2 separate regions of the Mus musculus genome follow, and region 1 is linked to region 2. A link is a contact called in public promoter capture Hi-C data. All regions are on one chromosome and are shown on one strand. The core of a region is the stretch at or near the end of the contact, and the rest is flanking DNA. Distances in the headings are between cores, read along the strand shown. Region 1 overlaps Baz1a (bromodomain adjacent to zinc finger domain 1A). Region 2 holds the start of Snx6 (sorting nexin 6).

What was found. Promoter capture Hi-C pulls out the DNA fragments that hold promoters and counts their contacts.
Region 1: a contact with region 2 is called in a promoter capture Hi-C map of neutrophils, with 2.1 times the contacts expected there. The contact joins the enhancer-like site here to the promoter of Snx6 in region 2. A contact is called at or near these places in 4 of 39 promoter capture datasets (the C10 cell line, hematopoietic stem and progenitor cells and neutrophils), 2 of 115 datasets of contacts at active chromatin or transcription factors (craniofacial prominence and intestinal villus epithelium) and 3 of 9 other capture datasets (adipose tissue, liver and macrophages).

What each region holds. Positions count from the first base shown.
Region 1 is chr12:54,946,614-54,950,601 of GRCm38.p6, reverse strand. It overlaps Baz1a (bromodomain adjacent to zinc finger domain 1A), which reads left to right. Exons shown (of 27, transcript NM_013815.2): 5 at 3,699-3,800. Among named protein-coding and RNA genes, the nearest start is that of Gm51983, 23 kb to the left of the region's middle. Within about 2 kb of position 2,146, at least 7 of the 459 cell types and tissues checked have an H3K27ac peak or open chromatin away from gene starts, as enhancers often do. A contact at or near this core is called in neutrophils, where this site is marked.
Region 2 is chr12:54,793,361-54,797,291 of GRCm38.p6, reverse strand. Snx6 (sorting nexin 6) reads left to right here and starts at 1,630. Exons shown (of 14, transcript NM_026998.3): 1 at 1,630-1,644; 2 at 1,791-1,838. The coding sequence starts at 1,639.

The DNA.
Region 1 (3,988 bases), core at 897-3,396, 150 kb before region 2:
TCACAGCGCACTGTCTGATTAAGATGTGGCAAGTATAGGCAAGTTTATTTAGTTGATTTCCAGACAATGTAGTTAGGTTTAGGCCATTTCTAATATACTCTGATGTATGATAAAGCTATCAAAAAAAACTTTTAAAAAATTTTTATTTATATTATGTATATAGGTTTTCTGTTTTTGTCTCCATGACTGTCTTGTGTGCAGTATGTGCTTGGAAGTTGGAATAGGGTGGAAGATGGTGTTGGGTTCCCTGGAACTGGGGTTTACAGATGGTTGTGGGCCAATATGTAGGTTTTGGGAATTAAATCTGGGTCCTCTCCAAGAGCGAGCAGCAAGTGATCTCAGCTGCAGAGCCATTTCTCCAGCCCCAAACCGTTTCATGAATCAAAGTTTTTATGGGGCCGTCTCTAAACAGATACCATCTAAAGTTGAAGTAGGCTGAAAAAAAAATCATTATCCTGGCCTGACATACTGAATAGAGTATATTTTGAATAATATACTATCCTGGTGGTGATTGTAGGAGCAAAAGGAGAGGTAATTATTTCAGAAACCTCTGGATGAAAATATAATGATATTTGTTAATATATTAATATGTAACTATATAATAACATAACTATACAGATAATAAATATAAATCTTTGTTTTCTTGAGATAGGAGGATCCTTCTATGTTAGCCCAAGATACCTCAAACTTACTATAACTCAGTCTGGGTGTAGACTTGCCATCCTCCTGCCTCTGCCTCCTGAGTACTGGAGTTATACATATGCTCTACCACGCCTGACTTATTTCAAGATTTTACATTCATTGAATTCCTTTTGTATAATATACTCTGATGTCATGATAACTGGATTGTTAGTTAAGATGATGTGGTCTTTTGTCTGTGTGTGGGGGAGATTGTATGTAAAATCAGAGGACACCTTGCCGGATTAGTTCTTTCCTTCTATGTGGGCCACAGGGCTGAAGTCAGGCTTGATGATAGCAAACACCTTTACCTGCTCAGCCATCTCAGCAAAGATATTTTGAAAGAACTGATCCTAATCATTTTGTTATTTGTAGTTCTGTGCATGAAAGTGTAATATGTAAGCTGAGGTGGACATTAAATATAATATGTATGTGTGAGTATTATTGTAAATAGCTGTCTATGCTGAAACAGTACTCATTTATGGGTTCTCATTGCAGAAGAGTTGTAGTGAACATAACTTGATAATTTCTTAAAAAGAAACTTTATATTGAAAATACAGTAGATTTTTTTTGGTTACTTCTAGACTATTGAAATTTTAGTTTTTCCCCTTTATCAAATATAAATACATTGCTTTTTAGTAAAAATTATATTGTGTATATATAGATAGATAGATATAGATATATATACACATGCATATGAGAGAGAAACAATTTTGTTGTTAGTAAATGGAATGAATTGTCCCAGTATCCATGGAAAATTTCCAGGAACTTACTACCACCCTTTTCCTCAAATAAAGAAGTTGTAGGTGCTCAGTAGAGCTCCTTAGGAAGTGCACAGTATTTGCATAGACACGTGTACTTAACTCGTCCATAGACGACTTGTAATTTCAGATAAACTGTACGTGCTCTGTAACTAGCATTAGACTGTACTGTTTAGAGAATAGTGGCAGAGAAAAATGTTCTGTATCCTTAGTACAGATGAACATACCCCCCCACCCCAAATACTTGTTTTTTTGAGTCATGGTCTCACTATGCCTGGAGCTCCTTATGTTCGATCAGGCTGGCCTTGAACTCATACAACTCCATTGGCCCCAGCCTCAAAGGGCTGGGAGTACAGACATGCACCACCACGCCTGGAATCTTCTGGTATAGAGGGCTGACTAACTGGGCCAGTGATTTAACACCGAGAAGTACGTTTGGTGTTAAGATGTCACTGTACAAATAGAAACAGACCTGCCCTTGTCAGTTCTTTGCTGGTGGGGGATCAGCAGCTACGATTGAGATACTTAAGTTCAGGGAAATTTCTCCTCTGTGTAGACCTAGACATGGAGTAGCAAGAGAGGAAAGTAACACAGAGGGAAGTCAGCTGAATAGTCTTCCTATTTGGTGGGTAAGTTGTAATAGGAACTGTTTCTGTTGCTCTCTGGCTGGTCGTCATGCTTCCTTAGAAAGAATGCAGTCAGGATTTTATCCCAAAGGAAGCTTTAATGAAAAGGCTCCAGCAAAGCTCCATTAGTTGTATTGTCACCACCTCTGGCTGAATGCATCTCCTTTCTCCTCTGATACTGACTGCTTCTTGTGCTAAGCGTGCACACTTTTACCTCAGGTTCTTCAGTGTTTCTTCTTCCTCTGAAGGTGTTCTAAGATTTGCTCATGGGTTGTTCCTCATTCCCCCACCATTACCACCACACACACCTCTTTAAATACTAACTTCCTAGAAGGCCTAGCTAGTCAGTTATCAAGTATCACTGCTCATATAAGGTAGTGGGGTTTTTGTTGTTAGGGTTTTGGGTGGGTTTTTGTTCGTTTGTTTGTTTTGCTTGCTTGCATTGCCCATCATTTCAATTCTAGAGGTTGCTGACCTTTGTCATTACAAATAGTATCTAGTGTACTGTAGGCTTTCCACTGCTGAGTGAAGGTGGTGAGTGAATAGATACACCCCAAAGGTGAGTGAGAAGGTAGTTAGAATGGAGATTAACTGTGTGGTTTCTTTGCCTTTTTTGTGTGTGCTTGAACTAGACAGATATCCTGCCACTGACCCATACTTCCTTTTTTAAAGTATATATTGACTATAATTTTTACTTTTTATAGCCTTGAACTTATGTCTCAGTTTCCTGAATACAGGCCCCAAACACCAGGCCTGGTTTGGCACTATGAAGAAAATTTAAAAGCAATTACAATAACTTTCTATTTCCATTTTCTTTTTCAGATTCCCAGGCTAGCTTGCAACTCCTGTGTCCCTTAGGCTAACTTTTGGCCTTCTGACCCTCACACCTGCTTCCCTAGCACTGGGACTGCAGGCAGTGTGCCTCTGGGCCCACTTTCCCTTTATCTTCCTTTGACATTTTTTTTTCCAAACTTTTCTGACAAAAGAGCTGGGGATAGCTCAATTGGTAGAATACTTACCTAGCATGCATAAAGATGTGTTCAATTCCCCAACCAGCTGGAATAGGTGGCACATGCCTATAATACTGCATTGGAAGGGGAAGGCAGGGGGGTCCAGGGTTAAGATACCCTCAGCTATGTAGTAAGTTCTATATCATCCTTCACTATGTAATGAGCTCAAAGCCAGCCCAGATTATCTGAGACCCTGTCTCAAATTCTAACCTAAATGGTACTAAGTACTAATTTATTTCCAGCTAATTTATTAATTAATTCCAATTTTACCAGAGGAAATTTTATTGAATGGATAATTAAAATGCCTACCTTAGATTAAGTTATGCCTTACAGTGCTTTGTCTAGTACAATGTGGAAAGGCTATGTAACTTACAAAAAAACCCTTAAGTTAAAATAAAACCACATAAGCTTGTATTATATCTGGCATAGTAGAGCATACCTTCGAGGCAGGCTGCTCTTTCTGAGTTCAAGGCCAGCTAGAACTACATATGAGAGACCCTGTTTCAAAAGAAAAAGAAAAAAGGAAAGATTCTATTACAACAATGCGCAAAGAAATGAAACTTTAAGGACCTCATGTTTCCAAAGGACTAACTGATTTGGGTCTGTTCCCCTCTTCTTTTTAGGAAGAAGAAAGATGCAATCGATCCCTTATTATTCAGATACAGGGTTCAGCCCACTAAAAAGGAGATGTATGAGTCTGCTGTTGTTAAAGCAACACAAATCAGGTAAAACTCAGTACTTGGCATTAGCCGTAAAATAAGTTTTAATTGTTCTCTCTTCCCTTCTGCCCCACATTTCACTCAGGTAATCTTTTTTTAAAGTGTTGGATTAGGTAGACCCTGAGGCAGAGGTGCCACCTGCTTTTCTTCTGGAGGAGTTGGGAGGCTCAGGGTGCAGTTCTGAAAAGCGTTCC
Region 2 (3,931 bases), core at 381-2,880:
CAGAAACCACATGGTGGCTCACAACCATCTGTAAGGAGATCTGACGCCCTCTTCTGCAGTGTCTGAAGACAGCTACAGTGTACTTACATAGAGAGAGAGAGAGAGAGAGAGAGAGAGAGAGAGAGAGAGAACATGGTCGGAATGCACTGGGGAGGGGAAGCCTGTGAGCTGGAGACGTTTAGGGTAGGGGCAGGGTGAGAAGAGCTAAGAGGAGCTGGGCTGCCATCATGGGCCCTGTAGTAGATATTTGAGATGCTGAGAGCCTGGAGGCTGGCCAGCATGTGCACTTTGGTCATTTCAGACTTTTTGTTGATGATAAAGGGCAATGGAATCTCTCTGTAACTGCTTCTTGGCTGAAATTAGGGTGTCATTGTCAGAGCCAGGAAGGCTGAGATGCTAGTAAGGCCAGGGGTGGAGAGAAGATTCACACCAGCAGATCGTTATTTACATGTATATGTGTAGGAAGGGAGGTGGAGAAAATGAGTCAATTGCAGACACGGTGGTATTTGTTTGGATGTGAGGCATGAGGAGATGAAGGATCTGAAGAGGACAAGTCGAAACCAGGCTTGGACCTTGAGAGTGATGATGTCATTAAGTGGAGACACAATAGTCCGGGCGGTGGTGGCACACGCCTTTAATCCCAGCACTTGGGAGGCAGAGGCAGAGGCAGGCAGATTTCTGAGTCAGAAGCCAGCCTGGTCTACAGAGTGAGTTCCAGGACAGCCAGGCCTATACAGAGAAACCCTGTCTCTAAATAAATAAATAAATAAATAAATAAATAAAAGTGGAGACACAGCTTTGCTTGAGTGATCCTTTGTAGAAGTGAAGTGTGGTAAGTTAGAAATGATTATTTTTATAAAATTTATTTATTTATTGGTTTTGTGTGTGTGAAAGGACAATCTGCAGTACCATTCTACCTTGTGGGTCAGTCCTGGGGCTTGAACTCAGGCCTCTAGGCTTAGCAGCAAGTACTTTTCCTCACTGCTAAACCAACATGCTGGCCCAAGGGATTATTTTCTTGAAGCATCTGTGGATGCTCCTTTCCTGCTACTCAGCTGGACAGTTAGATCAGGTCTGGCGATTGTTTCTTAGTATACAGGCAAGGAATACTCTTGTAATGAGAACGGCTCTGTTTTTATAGTGCTCGGTCATTAGCACCCCAAACTGAGGTAGTTATTACTTCCCCAGCAGTAAAAGCTTGATTATAGCCCCTGTCTGCTTATTGTGTGAAGGCTTTTGGCTCCTGAAACTTCCACAGGCAATATGGTATTAATGGTGATTAATCATCATGTAACTCAATACAAAGACAAGAATATTTACTGTGACTTCCTGGGAGTACTGGTACAGTTTTTTAGGGGCCCTCGGGGGCAAGAGACGTGGACCGTTCTCCGGGTGGCCCTGGGGCCTTCCCAAGCCTGAGCTCGCCAGCAGTGAGCAGCGACTATCGCTCTGGGCCAACCCTCCCTCTTACCTGGAGCAAAGGACCCTGCGTCCTTTCCCCTTCAGGGACTGCTCCCCCTCCTAGAGCGGGCGGGGGGCGGGGCTGGCGCTCGGCTCCGCCCTCCGCCCCACCCGCGCGGCCGACTAGGTTCGTGGCCTTGCTTGTGCGACTGCGCGAGCCCTGGACTCGAAGCAGCCATGATGGTGGGTGTTCACGGCGGCGCCGAACTCGGGGCGCGCGGTGGGGGCGGCGGGCGCGGGGACGGCGCGGGCTGGGCGCTAATGTCTCTCTTTGTGTCTCCCCCTTTCCCTGCCTCCCCTTCGGTGTGCTGGGCCCGCCGACCCCACAGGAAGGCCTGGATGACGGCCCCGACTTCCTCTCGGAGGAAGACCGCGGAGTAAGTTGTGTCTTCTGTGGTCTCGACCCTCGGTCCCTCCCCCGCCGTGGCCCGAGAAGGGGTCCAGGCTGCGCTGCCGCCCTGGGTCGCCCTCCCGACCTCCGCGACGCGCGCCCCGCCCTTCTGCAGCCCTTCGTCCCTGGGGTCGGGCGCTTCTCGGTTCCGCTGGTCCCGTGGCCGCTTTCTCGCCCTAGGTGGGCGATCCAACCCTGTGCTGAGCTTGCTTTTCCCAGGCCCCGCTGCAGGTGGGGTGGCCGGGTTGGAACGCCCCCATCCTTGACTCTCTGGGCCACGAAACCCATTTTCAGACCTTCCCGGTGGTACCGTCAAAATCTTTCTGTGGCTTTCTGGAACCTCGTTTCTCCTTTCTCTGCTGAATGGTATGGATTTGGTCTAAATTTACTCTTTTGTAATGATTTTTTTGCAATCAGCAAATCTCAGTTTTGCCCTAAAAGATTTTTAAAGAACGGGTCGCTTTCAGTATCTTTACTTTTTCTAGTATATTCCTCAATCCCCATCCTTTTCAGGATTCTCTCGATATTGTCTCCCATCTCTAGCTCATGTTAAGGTATGACTTACAAAATAATAATTTATATAAAGATGTACAGCGTGATATTTTGATGCGTGTAGAGGTTGTGAAATAATTACCATTGTCAAGTTAATGAACACAGACCTCACTCGGGACCTTACTCAGGTACCTTCATTTTCTTTTTTGAGGAGAGCACTTGGTCTGCTCTCAGCAGAGTTTCAAGTATCCATTATTATTAGTCACTCCACTGTACATTAAGTATCCAGAACTTAAAACTGAAAGTTTGTATCCTTTGACCACTCTCCCCCCTCCCCGCTTCCTGCCCCTTGTTCAAAGGTCTCATTTCTCGCTCCCACTGCATCCCCCCAGCAGCACTCCATTTGTCTTAGTGAAAGATAGCATTGCATGTAGAGCCTTGTACAGGTGCACTGTTACTAATGTATGACTGCCACTAAGCAAAGTTTCATTGTCACCATTTTATCACTCAGCAGCTCACACTTGTCCAGAAACTTGGTTTGAAACAAGTTTCCTTGTACAAAGCAATTTTTTTCCTGCCTCCCAAGTGTGGATGTGGTGCATGCCTCCTAGCCTAGTTTTCCTTTTGTTTTCTATTTTGCGGCTACTTATCCATCCTAGAAAATGTGAGAGATGCAGGTGTTAGTGGATTCAGGATAGATGGTAACCGTGCAGGATATTGTTGTTGGTAAGAGATTCTTTGTCTGTGTGGTGGGTAGGTGCAACTGTGTACAAACAAGTTCTGTAGAGGTCAGACAGTGTCAGACCCCAGAGGCTGGTGTCACAGGTGGTTTTGAGAGCAATCTGTGTGGATGCTGGGAGCTGAATTCAGGTCTGTAAGAGCAGTGTGCCCTAACTCCTGAAGTCATCTCAGCAGCCCCTGAAGCAGTTTTAAAGAGTTAGTGTCACAGAGGGGCACATACTACTGCTGATCTGTTTCCTTCCTCCAGATAGTCCCGTCTGTTCTGCTTTTCTGTCATATGTGTTCCATTGCAGAGAACAACTTCGCAGACCCAGCTCTCTCCTACTTGTATGTGGGTTCTGGGATTGAACTCCGGTTGTTAGCAAGCACTTCACTTACCTAGCCATCTTGCAGGCCAAGGTTGGGGTTTAATAAAGCTATTTAATTCAGGCTTAAGCATGAGGGTTAGGAAAGAGCCACTCTCTTGGAAAGAAAGACAGGCACACCCAAGAGCATGGGATGTAAGTTTCTCTAAGGTGTCTTTAAAAGTCCTGTGGTGTGGATAGAGACTCCTCACCGGGGACCTGAGAGTAGCAGCCAGATGCTTTTTTGTTTTTTTCCAAGACAGGGTTTCTCTGTGTAGCCCTGGCTGTCCTGGAACTCACTCTGTAGACCAGGCTGGCCTCGAACTCAGAAATACACCTGCCTCTGCCTCCTAAATGCTGGGATTAAAGGCGTGTGCCACCATTCCCAGCTTCCAGATACTTTTGTAAATGATAAATGAACTCCCTCAGTTTACATAGCAGCTTCATTTGATTTCTGGTTTCTAAAATTTAACCTCTAGTTAACTATAAAACAATGCTTATG